3 separate regions of the Bos taurus genome follow, and all the other regions are linked to region 2. The links are chromatin contacts, called in public Hi-C maps. All regions are on one chromosome and are shown on one strand. The core of a region is the stretch at or near the end of the contact, and the rest is flanking DNA. Distances in the headings are between cores, read along the strand shown.

The links. Hi-C and Micro-C count contacts between places; a contact is called where the count stands out from the background.
Region 1: a Hi-C map of liver shows a contact between it and region 2, with 1.8 times the contacts expected there. The contact joins two enhancer-like sites. A contact is called at or near these places in 2 of 11 Hi-C or Micro-C datasets (liver and skeletal muscle).
Region 3: a Hi-C map of liver shows a contact between it and region 2, with 1.7 times the contacts expected there. The contact joins two enhancer-like sites. A contact is called at or near these places in 2 of 11 Hi-C or Micro-C datasets (liver and skeletal muscle).

What each region holds. Positions count from the first base shown.
Region 1 is chr7:53,786,549-53,790,970 of ARS-UCD2.0, reverse strand. No RefSeq gene overlaps it. Among named protein-coding and RNA genes, the nearest start is that of ARHGAP26, 23 kb to the left of the region's middle. Within about 2 kb of position 2,515, at least 2 of the 102 cell types and tissues checked have an H3K27ac peak or open chromatin away from gene starts, as enhancers often do. A contact at or near this core is called in liver, where this site is marked.
Region 2 is chr7:53,863,522-53,868,050 of ARS-UCD2.0, reverse strand. The region is part of intron 1 of ARHGAP26 (Rho GTPase activating protein 26); the gene reads right to left. Among named protein-coding and RNA genes, the nearest start is that of ARHGAP26, 54 kb to the right of the region's middle. Within about 2 kb of position 1,275, at least 28 of the 102 cell types and tissues checked have an H3K27ac peak or open chromatin away from gene starts, as enhancers often do. A contact at or near this core is called in liver, where this site is marked.
Region 3 is chr7:53,946,979-53,951,561 of ARS-UCD2.0, reverse strand. It overlaps ARHGAP26 (Rho GTPase activating protein 26), which reads right to left. Exons shown (of 23, transcript NM_001205522.1): 5 at 589-690. Among named protein-coding and RNA genes, the nearest start is that of ARHGAP26, 140 kb to the right of the region's middle. Within about 2 kb of position 2,766, at least 26 of the 102 cell types and tissues checked have an H3K27ac peak or open chromatin away from gene starts, as enhancers often do. A contact at or near this core is called in liver, where this site is marked.

The DNA.
Region 1 (4,422 bases), core at 1,266-3,765, 78 kb after region 2:
TCTCACACCCATACATGACTACTGGAAAAACCATAGCTTTGACTAGACGGACCTTTGTAGGCAAAGTAATGTCTCTGCTTTTGAATATGCTATCTAGGTTGGTCAGAACTTTCCTTCCAAGGAGCAAGCGTCTTTTAATTTCATGGCTGCAATCACCATCTGCAGTGATTTGGGAGCCCAAAAAAATAAAGTCTGACACTGTTACCACTGTTTCCCCATCTAGTTCCCATGAAGTGATGGGACCAGATGCCATGATCTTCGTTTTCTGAATGTTGAGCTTTAAGCCAACTTTTTCACTCTCCTCATTCACTTTCATCAAGAGGCTCTTTAGTTCTTTTTCACTTTCTGCCATAAGGGTGATGTCATCTGCATACCTGAGGTTATTGATATTTCTCCCGGCAATCTTGATTCCAGCTTGTGCTTCTTCCAGCCCAGCATTTCTCATGATGTATTCTGCACAGAAGTTAAATAAGCAGGGTGACAATATACAGCCTTGATGTACTCCTTTCCCAATTTGGAACCAGTCTGTTGCTCCATGTCCAGTTCTAACAGTTGCTTCCTGACCTGCATACAGATTTCTCAAGAAGCAGGTCAGGCGGTCTGGTATTCCCATCTCTTTAAGAATTTTCTACAGTTTGTTGTGATCCGCACAGTCAAAGGCTTTGGCATAGCCAATAAAGCAGAAATAGATGTTTTTCTGGAACTCTTTTGCTTTTTCCATGATCCAGCGGATGTTGGCAATCTGATCTCTGGTTCCTCTGCCTTTTCTAAATCCAGCTTGAACACCTGGAAGTTCACAGTTCACATATTGCTGATGCCTAGCTTGGAGAATTTTAAGCATTACTTTACTAGCGTGTGAGATGAGTGCAATTGTGCAGTAGTTTGAGCATTCTTTGGCATTGCCTTTCTTTGAGATTGGAATGAAAACTGACCTTTTCCAGTCCTGTGGCTACTGCTGAGTTTTCCAAATGTGCTGGCATATTGAGTGCAGCACTTTCACAGCATCATCTTTTAGGATTTGAAATAGCTCAACTGGAATTCCATCACCTCCACCAGCTTTGTTTGTAGTGATGCTTCCTAAGAAATGCTCGACTTCACACTCCAGGATGTCTGGCTCTAGGTGAGTGATCACACCATCGTGATTATGTGGGTCATGAAGATCTTTTTTGTCTAACTCCCTAATGTTGATTTAAACCAGAGGATAAAATTCTGTCAGTATGAGAACAACTGAATATCTAAGACCTGCTGATAGCATTTAGTTAATAATATATTCATGAGCTGATGATAGATGGTAGCTTCCAATTCAATTTTATGTGAGTGTGTGGATTATTGGTTGTAGACGTCTGTCATCTGGTTTTTATTTTCATTTTATTCTGTTTTGCCTACCCAGCATCCATACTGAGTTATGATGATGGTATCTCAGTTTTTCTTAGGAAACCCACTTCTTCCTCATATCTAGTCCAAGTAATCTGGTTGGAGCTGACTGCACCAAACTTCAAGGAGAGGGAATGTGACCCAGAGTTGATCAATAAAACATTGCAATCCCTGGGTTCAAAGGATGGGCACATGACCAATCAAAAGCAATGAGATAGGATCCTTGGACTTGCTAGAGCAATTAGGCCAAATAAACTCTTTACTGAACTTAAAGCTGGATGGGTATATAGTAGGAGCTGATCATGGGGAGGGCCAATACAGAGAAAAGAGGAATTGAGAGGTGAAGAAAGACCAAAAGTTACTAAAGACATTATTGGTGGTGGTCCAATGGTTAAGAATTTACCTGCCAATGCAGGGAACATGGGTTTGATTCCTATTCCAGGAAGATTCCACATGCCATAGGGCAACTAGGCCCATGCACTGCAACTACTCCAGCCTGCACGCCTAGAGCCCATGCTCTGCAATAAGAGAAGCCACCGCCATGAAAAGCCTGCACACTACAGCAAAGAGTAGCCCTCGCTCACTCCAAGTATAGAAAGCCCTTGTGCAGCAACAGAGACCCGGTGCAGCCAAAAATAAATGATCTTTTAAAAACATCCAAGATGTTTGAAATCCTAGATCTGGGCATACCTAAGGCCATACTTATCAATTACGTGAATCAATAAATTCCCTTTTTAAACTCTGGCAACATTTTTTTAGCTTTCCCACCATTTGAAACCAAAAAGTCTACATCTCTCTTCTTTCTACTTCATCCCCTGAAAATGGAGTCAACTGTCTAAAGCCAAAGTTACTTCCTTTGGCAAGTCATCCTATGAACACAGCCCACACTGTGTTCAGCATTCTCAGATCAGCCTCTTGTCACCTTCTGTATCAGCCTCACTCCATTTCTACTTTGTGTCCTAAAGCTCTATTCATCACCTGAACTCATTGAACTCGGAAAGTCCTAAGATCCACTAGATTGGAGCCCTCACTGCTTCCCATGGATACTTCCTGTTTTTTGTATTCACCTACAGCAGGCTCTTTCTACTGTGGCAATTGTTTGTTTTAATAAGTAAAGGCAGGACTGGATGGAAGCCACTTCTGTCCCCAGGCTTGCAAAGGCCACTGGGCTCTGGCCACCACCCAACACCACCCGGTACACTGTGTTCAAGCTCAAATCTTCTTATCCCAAATGTTACACCTACTGCTTTTTCCTTCTCTCTCCAGATGACAAGTTTACCCTGATGTTATTCCCAACTCTGTCATCTCGATTGTTGTCGTGACGTCAAAGACCTTTGCCATTTTCCTTCAGGGATCTTAGGAATTTCTGGGAAATCTTACCTTAGTAGTCTAGAAGAATCTAGCTTCCAAACACTATTTCACAACTACCAAGATGACACTCTCTGTCCTCAAATAAGGTGGTTTGGTTTCCTTTTTTCCTTCCTCTAAACAGGCAAGGTATCTATTTGGAAACACCTGCCAGGAAAGGAAAACAATTTATTTCAGAATTATACAAGAGGATAAGAGTTTTTCCTTTGGCATTTTCTTGAAACACAGGGAATAACAGAGGGACCAATGCTTCTCTGAGAGCAGATGATAAGGTGATCTCCTTCTGCTTTAATTATCTTTCTCTCATTCAGTACATATGAATTCAGTAGGCTTCTATGTTCTTGTCAAGCCCCAGAGAACTGCACTGTAACCATTCGATACAAATTCAATGAACATTTACTGAGTATCCATTATGTGCCAGGCACTGTACTAGGTAAGGTGTATACAAAAGAGAACAGGACAGGCTTCATTTAACTCCTACTCTGCTGAAGGTCAAAAAGAGGCAGCAAATAAACATATGACATAAAGGAACAAAACATCAGACAGTGCTATCTGATGCCTATCAGACAGTGAGAAGTGCTATCAAGAAAATATAAAGGGCTAATATAAATAGTTAGGGAACTATTTCAGATAGAGTGATCAGAGAAGGCTGTTCTGAGGCAGTAATATCTGAGTTAAAACCTAAATGAAGTGAAGGTACAAATCACATGAAGACCTTGGAGAGGAGTATTCCAGACAGAAATTCAGCACATGCAAAGGCCCTGAGCCTGGAGCAAGCTTGCTACATTACAGCTGGGGTAGGTAAAATGTGGTCTGGGGATCAAATCTGCCCTGCCTTCTTTATTTGTACACTCCAAAAGCTAAGAATTGCTTTTACATTTTTAAATAGCTGGGAAAAAATGTTTCATGATGCATGAAAATTATATGAAATTCAAATTTTTGTGATCATAGATAAAAATTTTTGGAACACATATCAGTTGTTTAAATATTTCCCATGGCTGGTTTCATGTGTCATTGGCAAAGCCAAATAGTTGCAAAAGAGATTGTGTGACCGGTAAAACTTAAAATATTTACTATCTGGCTCTTAACAAAAAAGTTTACTGACCTCTATATTGTAGGAACAGGAAGAAATATCTTCCCAGGCTTGAAAGAACCTTGAATTTCTTTAATTATTTCTGACCCCTTTGACTGTAAATAACAGAAAACCTGTTTCCAGTTGATTTATGTGACGTTCAGGACTTTTCCCCTCAAGCGATAGAATCTATGTCATCTCTTTTTGGGTTGGGTGGGTTTTGTGCCTGCTTTGATCCATAGTACATGATAGAAACGATTCTGTGCCAGTCCAGTCTTGGGCCTAAAGAGACTGGAATCTTCTGCTTTCTGCCTCTTACAGCACTTTGAGAGCCCTGTGCTTCTTGTGAAAAGCCTGACTGCCTTGGATGGCCATGCTGGAGAGTCCACATGGACATGTTCTGGCTGAAGGTGTCAGCTGAACTTAAATTTCAAGCCATGGGACATCCCTGGTGATCCAGAGGTTAAGAACTGGCCTGCCAATGTAGGGGATACAGTTTCGATCCCTGGTCCAGAAAGATCCCACCTGCCAAGGAGCAACTACCCTGTGTGCCACAACTACTAAGCCCATGTGCCCAGAGCTGGTGCTTCACTACGAGAGAAGCTGCC
Region 2 (4,529 bases), core at 26-2,525:
TGACTGGTTCAAAATTGGGAAACAAGTACAAGAGGGCTGTATATGGTCACCCTGTCTATTTAATTTACATGCAGAGTCTATCATGCGATATGCCAGGCTAGATGAGTCACAAGCCAGAATCAGGATTGCCAGGACAAATATCAACAATCTTAGATATGCAGATGATACCATTCTAATAGCAGAAAATGGACAGGAACTCAAGAGCCTCTTGATGAAAGTGCAAGAGGAGAGTGAAAAATTTGACTTAAAACTCAACATTTAAAAAAACTAAGATTATGGCATCCAGTTCTACCATTTCATGGCAAATAGAAGGGGGAAAGTGGAAGCAGGGACAGATTTTGTTTTCTTGGGCTCCAAAATTGCTGCGGATGGTGACTACAGCCATGAACTTCAGAGACACTTGCTCCTTGGAAGGAAAGCTATGACAAACCTAGACAGCACTTTGACAACAAAGGTCCAGATGGTCAAAGCAATGGTTTTTCCAGTAGTTGTGTATAGATGTGAGAGTTGAACAATAAAGAAGGCTGAGTGCCAAAGAACTGATGCTTTCAAGTTGTGGTGCTGGAGAAGACTCTTGTGAGTCCCTTGGACAGCAAGGAGCTCCAACCAGTCAATCCTAAAAGAAATCAACCCTGAATGTTCACAGGAAGGACTATTGCTGAAGCTGCAATACTTTGGCCATCTGATGGTAAGAGCCAACACACTGGAAAAGACCTTGATGCTGGGAAAGATTGAACGCAGGAGGAGAAGGGTGCAACAGAGGACGAGATGGTTGGATAGCATCACCAACTCAGTGAACATGAGTTTGAGCAAACTCCCAGAGATAGTGAAGGACAGGGAAGGCTGGTGTGCTACAGTCCATGGGGTTGCAAAGAGTTGGACACGACTTAGTAAGTGAGCAACTTAGCACAAGTTTCAAAGTCATACAGCCCAAGGTCCCATCCCTGTCCTATCTTCACCAACCACGTGATGCTGGCCAAATTACTTTATAAGTTCCCTCAGCTGTAAAATGGACATACTGATACCACCCTCCTTGTAAGGTTGTGGAGAGAATTATATGATAGAAGGTACTGGAATTGCTTAGTGCAGGGCCTGTCTCAGCAAGAATACTCAATAAATGACAGGTGCTCTTGTCAGTATCATCAGTATTTCCATAAATGGGGGCTCACCCATGAACTAGAGCAATAAAAGTAGTTAATCCACTTGCTCATTTAGCAAATATTTACTGACTATTCCCGCAAGTGCCAGGCACGGTGCCAGAGGTTAGAGATACAGCAGTGAGTAGCATGGGGCTCAAACTTCAACAACTCCAGTCTGATGGGGAGATGCGCACATAACTGATATGGTGGCCAAGTTTCCAGAGTAAAACAAAGCATAAACACAATAAAACAGTTCAAACGCCTCTTCATAATTTAGAATTTTATTTGTGACACTGGTCAAAAATGCACATATCAGATACCATATGATATCTGTTCCTTACACAGGAACTACACTAAGATTCAACCAAGCACTGCTTTTGCCAACACACCCACAGAAAGTAAATGTTCAACAGTGGGTTAAAGTTCAGCAGGAACTGGAGGAGCTGCCAGATGGATACACACCGAAATGAAGCTCGCCTCCCCCTTCAGAGATGAACAGAGTCCAGGGTGTGTGTCACCAGAAAACGTAGAATCACAAGACTAAAGACGCATGGACATCCAGCTGGCTGCACTTATTAACTGTGAGTATGAGTCATCAGGCAACTCTCTAGGCAAATGTAAGACTAAACGGGCTTATTGTTGACAATCCACCCAAAAGTACAACGGAAAGATGACGAACGAGCCAACTCTAGAAGAAAATGAGCAAGCATAACCGTGACCAGCTGAAAAGTCAATGCAATCATTTCTTTAAAGCCCAAAATGATACTCTTTGAAGAAATTCCTAATGGGGAATGGAGTTTGTTCAGCAAATCAATAGTTTATCACCTCTGATTTATTGGCCTCAAAGGGCTGAGTCAGATGCCACATTATGGCCAACATAAAAGTTCACATGAATTAACCAATGCAGGTCAAAAATCCCCTTATCTAGATCTAACTCAATTTACAATCAGCTGAGCACCAATAAGCAAAGGACAAAGATGAGAAATATTATGCATAAAGGAACATTGTTTCCTAAAAAAAGATTTTAAGGAAATATGGCTTTTTAATAAACATTCCTCTCAGCACACAGCTGGCATTAGAAATTAACTCACCAGATGGAGAGGGTTACCCGGCCAGTGCTTCTCAAATTTTCATGTTCCTATAAATCACCTGGGATTCTTGTTAAACTGCCAATTCCAATTCTAGGTACCCAAGATTCTGCATATGTAAACAAATTCCTAGATGCCATGGATGCTACTGGTCCACAAACTATACCTGGAGAGGCAGGGAGGGTTCAGCAGGGAACACTCCCCTTGCAGTGAGGCATCTGTTCAGGGTTACAGATGGCTCAGAGAGGAGAGAGGAAGCCAAGGACTCCACTACCTAGAAAAATGCACGTGTGTACCTGCAGGCAGGGCACGCTGTTTTTGTTGTTGTTCAGTCACTAAGTCGTGTCCAGCTCTTTGCAACCCATGGACTGCAGCACACCAGGCTTGCAGGTGGATTCTCCACCATCTGAGCCACCATGGCAACCAGGGGCACATACACAACAAATATCAGAATTCTCCCATAGGCCACTGAAGAGCCTCCCCACCTCTGTAAGATGGTCCATGGAACCCAAGACAAGAACCTCTGCCTTTGGAGTCTGCCTGTTACTGTTGCCAATACCAGATAAGCCGGGCTTAGAAAATCCCATGGGCAGAGGAGCCTGGTAGGCTGCAGTCCATGGGGTCGCTGAGTCCGACATGACTGGGTGACTTTACTTTCACTTTTCACTTTCATGCACTGGAGAAGGAAATAGCAACCCACTCCAGCGTTCTTGCCTGAGAATCCCAGGGGCGGCGGAGCCTGGTGGGCTGCCGTCTATGGGGTCGCACAGAGTCGGACACGACTGACGCGACTTAGCAGCAGCAGCAGCAGCAGGGTAGAGGGATGCATCCCAGTGAGCTCTTTGGCCCATGTGTGAGCAGCTTGTGCTCTCTTCCCTCGGTCAAAGGTAACACAATTAAGATGCCATAAAGATAATGGATAGTAAGTAAGAAATAAAGATAGACTATCAGGAAACTCCATAAACTGCCTCCAAGATACAAGTGACTCACCTTCAGCCTGAGTTTGCCTCAAGGAGCCCTCCTTTCTGGCAATCTGTCTGTCCCAAGCAGAGCAGACACTACCTGAATCCCACCATCATATGGCACTGCCTTCCCAGATGATTTTGACTTCTGATCTAGACCCAGGAGCAGAACACTGTCCTCCCTACTTATTCTTGAAGTTTCAGTTTCCTCATCTGTAAAATGCCACTTCATAGCATGCTGGGGAAAAATAAAACAATGCATACAAATGTATTCGGAACACTGAAAGGGCTTTAAAAACGTTTCCGTATTATTATGGCCTTTGTGAACATGCAGAGATCAAGATCCATTCCCAAAGAAAGAGTCTTCTCTAACTGGAAGAGCTTAAATGCTATGCTGCATCTCCAGGGCAAAGGCCAGCTCCCACCATCCTTCCGCTGCATACATACACACAACCGTCAGAGAACCATGCTGGTGGCTACTGCTGCCACTCACAAACCCTGTGGTTGTCTTTTCTGCTTCTGTTTTTATTGTAGTAAAATACACTGTGACGGTCCTTTAACAACCACTGTGGCCAGGCACATGTTTCTCTACTACTAGGTTCAAGATCATATCCAAAGCCTCCAGCTCCAGGCTGGCATCGCTCAATATGAGCCTTAGTTTTTATTAGCATCTTGAACTAACAAGGCCGAACCCAAATATGAAATGGCTGTTCAGAGAGAAAAGAGCCACAATGCTAACAAACCCTTAATAATTTGTGATGTGAATTTATTCAGCACTCTTTGTCCACAGACCTCAAAAATTCTTAACAAGAAAGTTATACCAGTTTGAGCAACAATCCTAAGGACATTGGGGTGAATAAAAATTGGATACTCAAGTTTTGAGCCTCCTGGAGCTCTTTAAGTTCCAGTGTTCCTCAAAGCAAGGTCAAGAATCACCCGCTTTAGTCACCTAAATGCTTATGAAAATACACATTCCAGGGTTCCATTAAAACCCACTACATCAAAATTTCTAAGGAAGGAAACCACAAGTTTTAATAAATCACCTCCAGAAAGTTCCAGCACATACTAAATTTTAAACAGAGCTAAGACTTAACGCCCCAGGGAAAAAGACAAACAAGTAAATGCATTCAAAATTTTGCCTACAGCTTCAAGGGATTTACAGACCTCCTGAAGTCTTCCCTTGGATTCAAGGGTAAAAACTCTGTACACCAACAGTCACTGCTTCCCAACCTGAGTCATTCATATACGACCTCCACACTTTCTTTTTCCAAATCCATACTATTTAAACTTTCTAAACAAACTTATTTTTATCTACATATTATGTGTAATACCTTTGAATC
Region 3 (4,583 bases), core at 1,517-4,016, 82 kb before region 2:
CTGCCATTATGCAAAAACAAACAAACAGGGGCAGATCAAAGAATTTACTTTTCTGAAACAAGGTAACCTCTGCACAAAATATATGAGAGACAATAAAATACTGCTTAAAAAAAAAAAAAAAAGACTAATGTCAAGTAGTGGTTGGATTTTTTTTTTTTTTTTTCCATTTCACATTAAGGAAGGATGACCAAAGAAAGGGTTTCAGATACTAACATTACAAATCAGTGATGTAAGGAGAAAGTCAAAAGGCAAGGTAAGGGCATACAGAATCAAAGTCAAGGGTGAGAGAAACAGGAAAACAGATCTCAGTTTGAAAGGAGGAAGCACAGTCTAGTGATTAGGGTGATCTTGACCAGCTGCATGTTCCTTGCCATGGGCAGGATGGACAGCACACAGTGTGAACTGCAGCTTGAGAAGGGACAAAGGCCATGTGGGCAGCAAGCATGGAAGGAGGCATCAGAAGGAAGCTCCTGGCTTCTGAGGTCCCTTGCAACCCTAGGATGTTCCCGCAAAGAGTAACCAGCACATATCCATAGTACCATGGAAACATTAAAACACTTTATTCAGGACACTAGTAAAGTCTCTTACCTCCTGAAGCTGAGACTCTTTCTTCTTGGAAGACAAATTCAAGTGTTTTTCTAAGATGCCACAATACTTCTCTGTCTCCTTGTCATACTTCTTTTTGGCCTCCTGGCAAAAAAAAAAAAGAGGAAAAGAGAAAGAAAAAAGAAAAATAAGATGTTCCAGGAATGAAAGCAACCCGGGTCAGACTCCTTCTGTTCATCTTCACGGGTTCATCATTCCCTTAGACCCAGAAATGTGGCAGACCACCCAGATCCTACTCTTCCAATAATGCCCATGAAACCAAACAACCACACATCAATATACTGACCGTTTTGGGGGTCTACCATAGAGGAGCCACTACAATACCACAAACGAGGCAATGCCAGTATTTCACAGTGGCAGAGTCAGGACTCCGCCTTCTAAAAGCTTCAGTTGTAAGATAGAAATCTCTAGTTTATAACTCACAAGGATGTTCAAAGCCAAAGGAAGAAGAAAAGTTATCTGTAAAGCTAATCCCTGAACAGGAAGGTCTACATACACCTTAAAGGGGACAAGTCTGAACTAATGGTAGATCAAGCGTTAACCATGTTCAAAAAGCACTGTTTAATTTGGAGACCTAAACATCCTTGATGCAATAATAACACATAGGGATCTTCAAGGTAAGGAATAATTCAAAACAAAGAAGATGTTATCTTTCCAGATGTGTTCACTGCAGCAGCATTTATAATAACAAAAAAAAGCAACAGTAACATTGCTGCCTAAGAATAGAATTTGGGATAATTAAAATATGAGGCACTCAATAAACATAACTTAGAAGGCTAGCTAGTCATATGGAGGGATGCTCACAATGTAATGAAAAGTAGTGACAGCATGATACAAACTTGTTGCATCCTACAAAGAATGTGTCTACCTGCACACAAACATTAGGTGGGAAGATACTTCAGTGAAAATACTTGAGATAGGAAATGGGATAATGAGTCATGTTTTCCTCCATTAGGGAGATGTCTATTATCCTATATGGTTGCTTTCAAAATAAAAAATATATATGTAAACATTGTATTACAAGTAATAATCCCTGCTCTCCCAAAGTCACTGAGTTTCTATTCCCTATTTTACAGATAAGAAAACTTAGATACAGGAGGTTAACTTCTGTAAAAAGTTCCAGAGAGTGACAGAGCTGGAGTCTGAGCCCAAAACAAGCTGCTTCTAAGCCCACACCTGGACTTACTGTCATAGGTGGTTTCTCTTCCCTCCACATTTCAGTGGGGATGGCTGGCCAGGGGGCTGGAGGAAGCTCCACCATGGCCTGATAAACAGGATCAAATGCACTAACTGGGTGCATCACTCCTGCTTTTGACTTTTGGGGATTCCACAGGAGATACTTTTCTGCAACTCCAAGGCTGAAAAGAGGAGAAAAAAATCTGTGGCCAGATAAGGAAGCTGAAACCCCTCTTCATTTAATGATGATGTAATGTCCAAACACTCTGTGTAAGGATCCTTCAGGCACTGGAAATATAAGGCAGAAACAGCCCCACCCTCATGGTGGGGGTGTTCAAGCAGAAGGAGAAACACAGTTAACCAGGAAACAAACAGCATTATTTCAGACTGCCGCAGGTCCGTGAGGAAACAGGGTGCAGTCCCAGAGATTCTTGCAGACAGTGTTCTGGGGAGGCCTCCCTGGGGAGGGGAAGTGTGATCAAAGATCTGCTCCTAGTGAGCAGGAGGGGACTGACAAATGCAGATGGCAGAACACCCAGAGCCTAAGCGTGACGGAGACACCAAGAAACCATCACCTGAAGCGCTGACAAGCACCCGTGGCATCAGAACACCATTTATCTGGTCAACACCAAGACTCTAAGCCTCACAAAATGGGCAGAATCATCATTTACCCATTTGAGCTGGCATGTATCCATTTCTACAAATCTGAATTTTGTTTGAAAGTCTTACATACATGAAAAAACATGTAGAAGCAAGTGGAGACAAAGCCAGAGGACACATTAATCCTTCAAACAAGGAAAGGTACAGGCAAGACACTTGACTCAATGCTTTTCCTTCACAGAAATCTAGTGACTTGGAGCTGCGGTTCCAACTCTACTTAATACTCACACCACCCTTTCACCAGCCTTGTCAGCAACCCCCAAAAGGGAACCCTGTGCCAGCACAGTCCAGCTGACCAGAGGTGAGAAGAGGCCTGGGAACATGAGTCATTGACATTCTGTGACTTTCTGGCAACTTGAGCCTCCACATTCCATGCTCAAGAGGACAGCCAGAGCTTAAGGGAACAGGAAGCAGTTCCTGTCCTGAGAAAACAGCAACAAGATCTCTGGGGGCATAACTCCACTTAGATTGAGATAATGTTCTTTAGACAGGAAGGTAGTAAGACTCAGCCACTCAGGTACCAAGGCGATATTCACTGACTTCCAGAGGGTACACAGTAGTTGGCAAAATGGATCCAAGACAGAGTTAGGGTTCTGGTAATGATTCCTAACTCCCTACAAACCACTGTCCCTCCAGGACTCAATTCCCTGATCTATAAATTCAGGATGACTAGACCAGATAATGCCTCCAGTTTTCCCTTTCAGCTCAGAGACTAACAAAAAAAGCCTTAAGAACACCCACCCCATAGTAGGACTGTCAGGACTAAATGAGATAAGCCATGTCCAGTGCTTGGCAGAGCACCTGGAAACTGCTCGATAGAATTCCGTGCTGCTGATGGTGGTGGCAGCCAGGGTAGCGGCAGTGATGATGAGGTCCGGCACCTAAACCTACCTCCTTCTATCAAAACACCACTCGCTTTCCACATCCCACATCCCAGGAAGGAAACCCTTCACAGCACCCACCACAATGTGCGAGATCATATGCTTATTTACACCATTCTGTACCGGGCCTTTCTCCCTGCATGCCACAGGCAAGGCAACTACATCTGCATTCATTCTCCACCAAACAGGAATGTGGAACACAGTGCCAGGCATGCAGCAGGCTTTCATTGTATCTTATGAATGAACTGTGTATATGCAACAGAACAGCTAATACCAAATGACCTTATGACAGCATTCTGAGCACTTCATAGGGGTTCACTGATTTCTTCCTCATAATAACTCTGTAAGGTGAGCACTATCATGATCCCCATTTCTCAGTTTAGGAAAAAGAAGGTCAGTAACCACCCCATGTTTATATGTGAACAGCACAAATGGGATTTGGACTCAAGCAGCCCCACTCTGAAGCCCCCTCTCTTACATCTATTGTAGCTTCACTAGAGAACACAGCTTTGGCTGTAAGAAAAATCATCTCCCCCAAACTCAGGTATCTAAAAGTAAGGCCAGGGCTAAGCCAAGCCCATAGGATCTTCCCTACCCCAAAGCAGCCATATCAGCACAAGATTGCTCCTCATTCATAGCCTTCACTCCCTGCCACCACCCCTAGCACTCTAACTTCTGCTTCTTCAAGTAGCAACAGGTTGTTATAGCAACTGAACTGGCACCAGAGTAGGGAGGAGGATGGGTAATTTTAGCATCACACGGGCAGAGTTTGGAAACTTCCACTTGGCCACTACAGAGAACTTGCTGGCTCTGAGGTATTCCTGAATTTGCTCCCTCAGTGGCCTAGTAGAGGGATTGTTGTTTCTTTGTGTTCTTGCAAATGTACATAATTCTGTGATATACAGGTACAGTGTGGAGGTGGGGATGAGGAACAGGTATATTGAAAAAAAAAAAAGAAAAAACAAAGGGGGAGGTATGGGAAATCATCCCCAGTGTCATCACCTTGTTCTTTGACAAGAATGAGAGAGAAGAATGTGTGTGAGGAGAAACATGTTTTGGTGAGTGGCTCTTTGCTATAAATTTTTTAATTCTTGTGTTTCTCACCATCTATAGCTCTCTGAAAAGTACCTGCTCCTGTCATGACCATCACTGACATCAGCCCAAAAGGAGTGTGCTCAGACTTCCCCTCCTCCTCCATGGTAACCATGGTAATCCCCAAAGCTGAGCCGAGGGAAGAGGCCCGAGTGAGAGGCGTCTGTG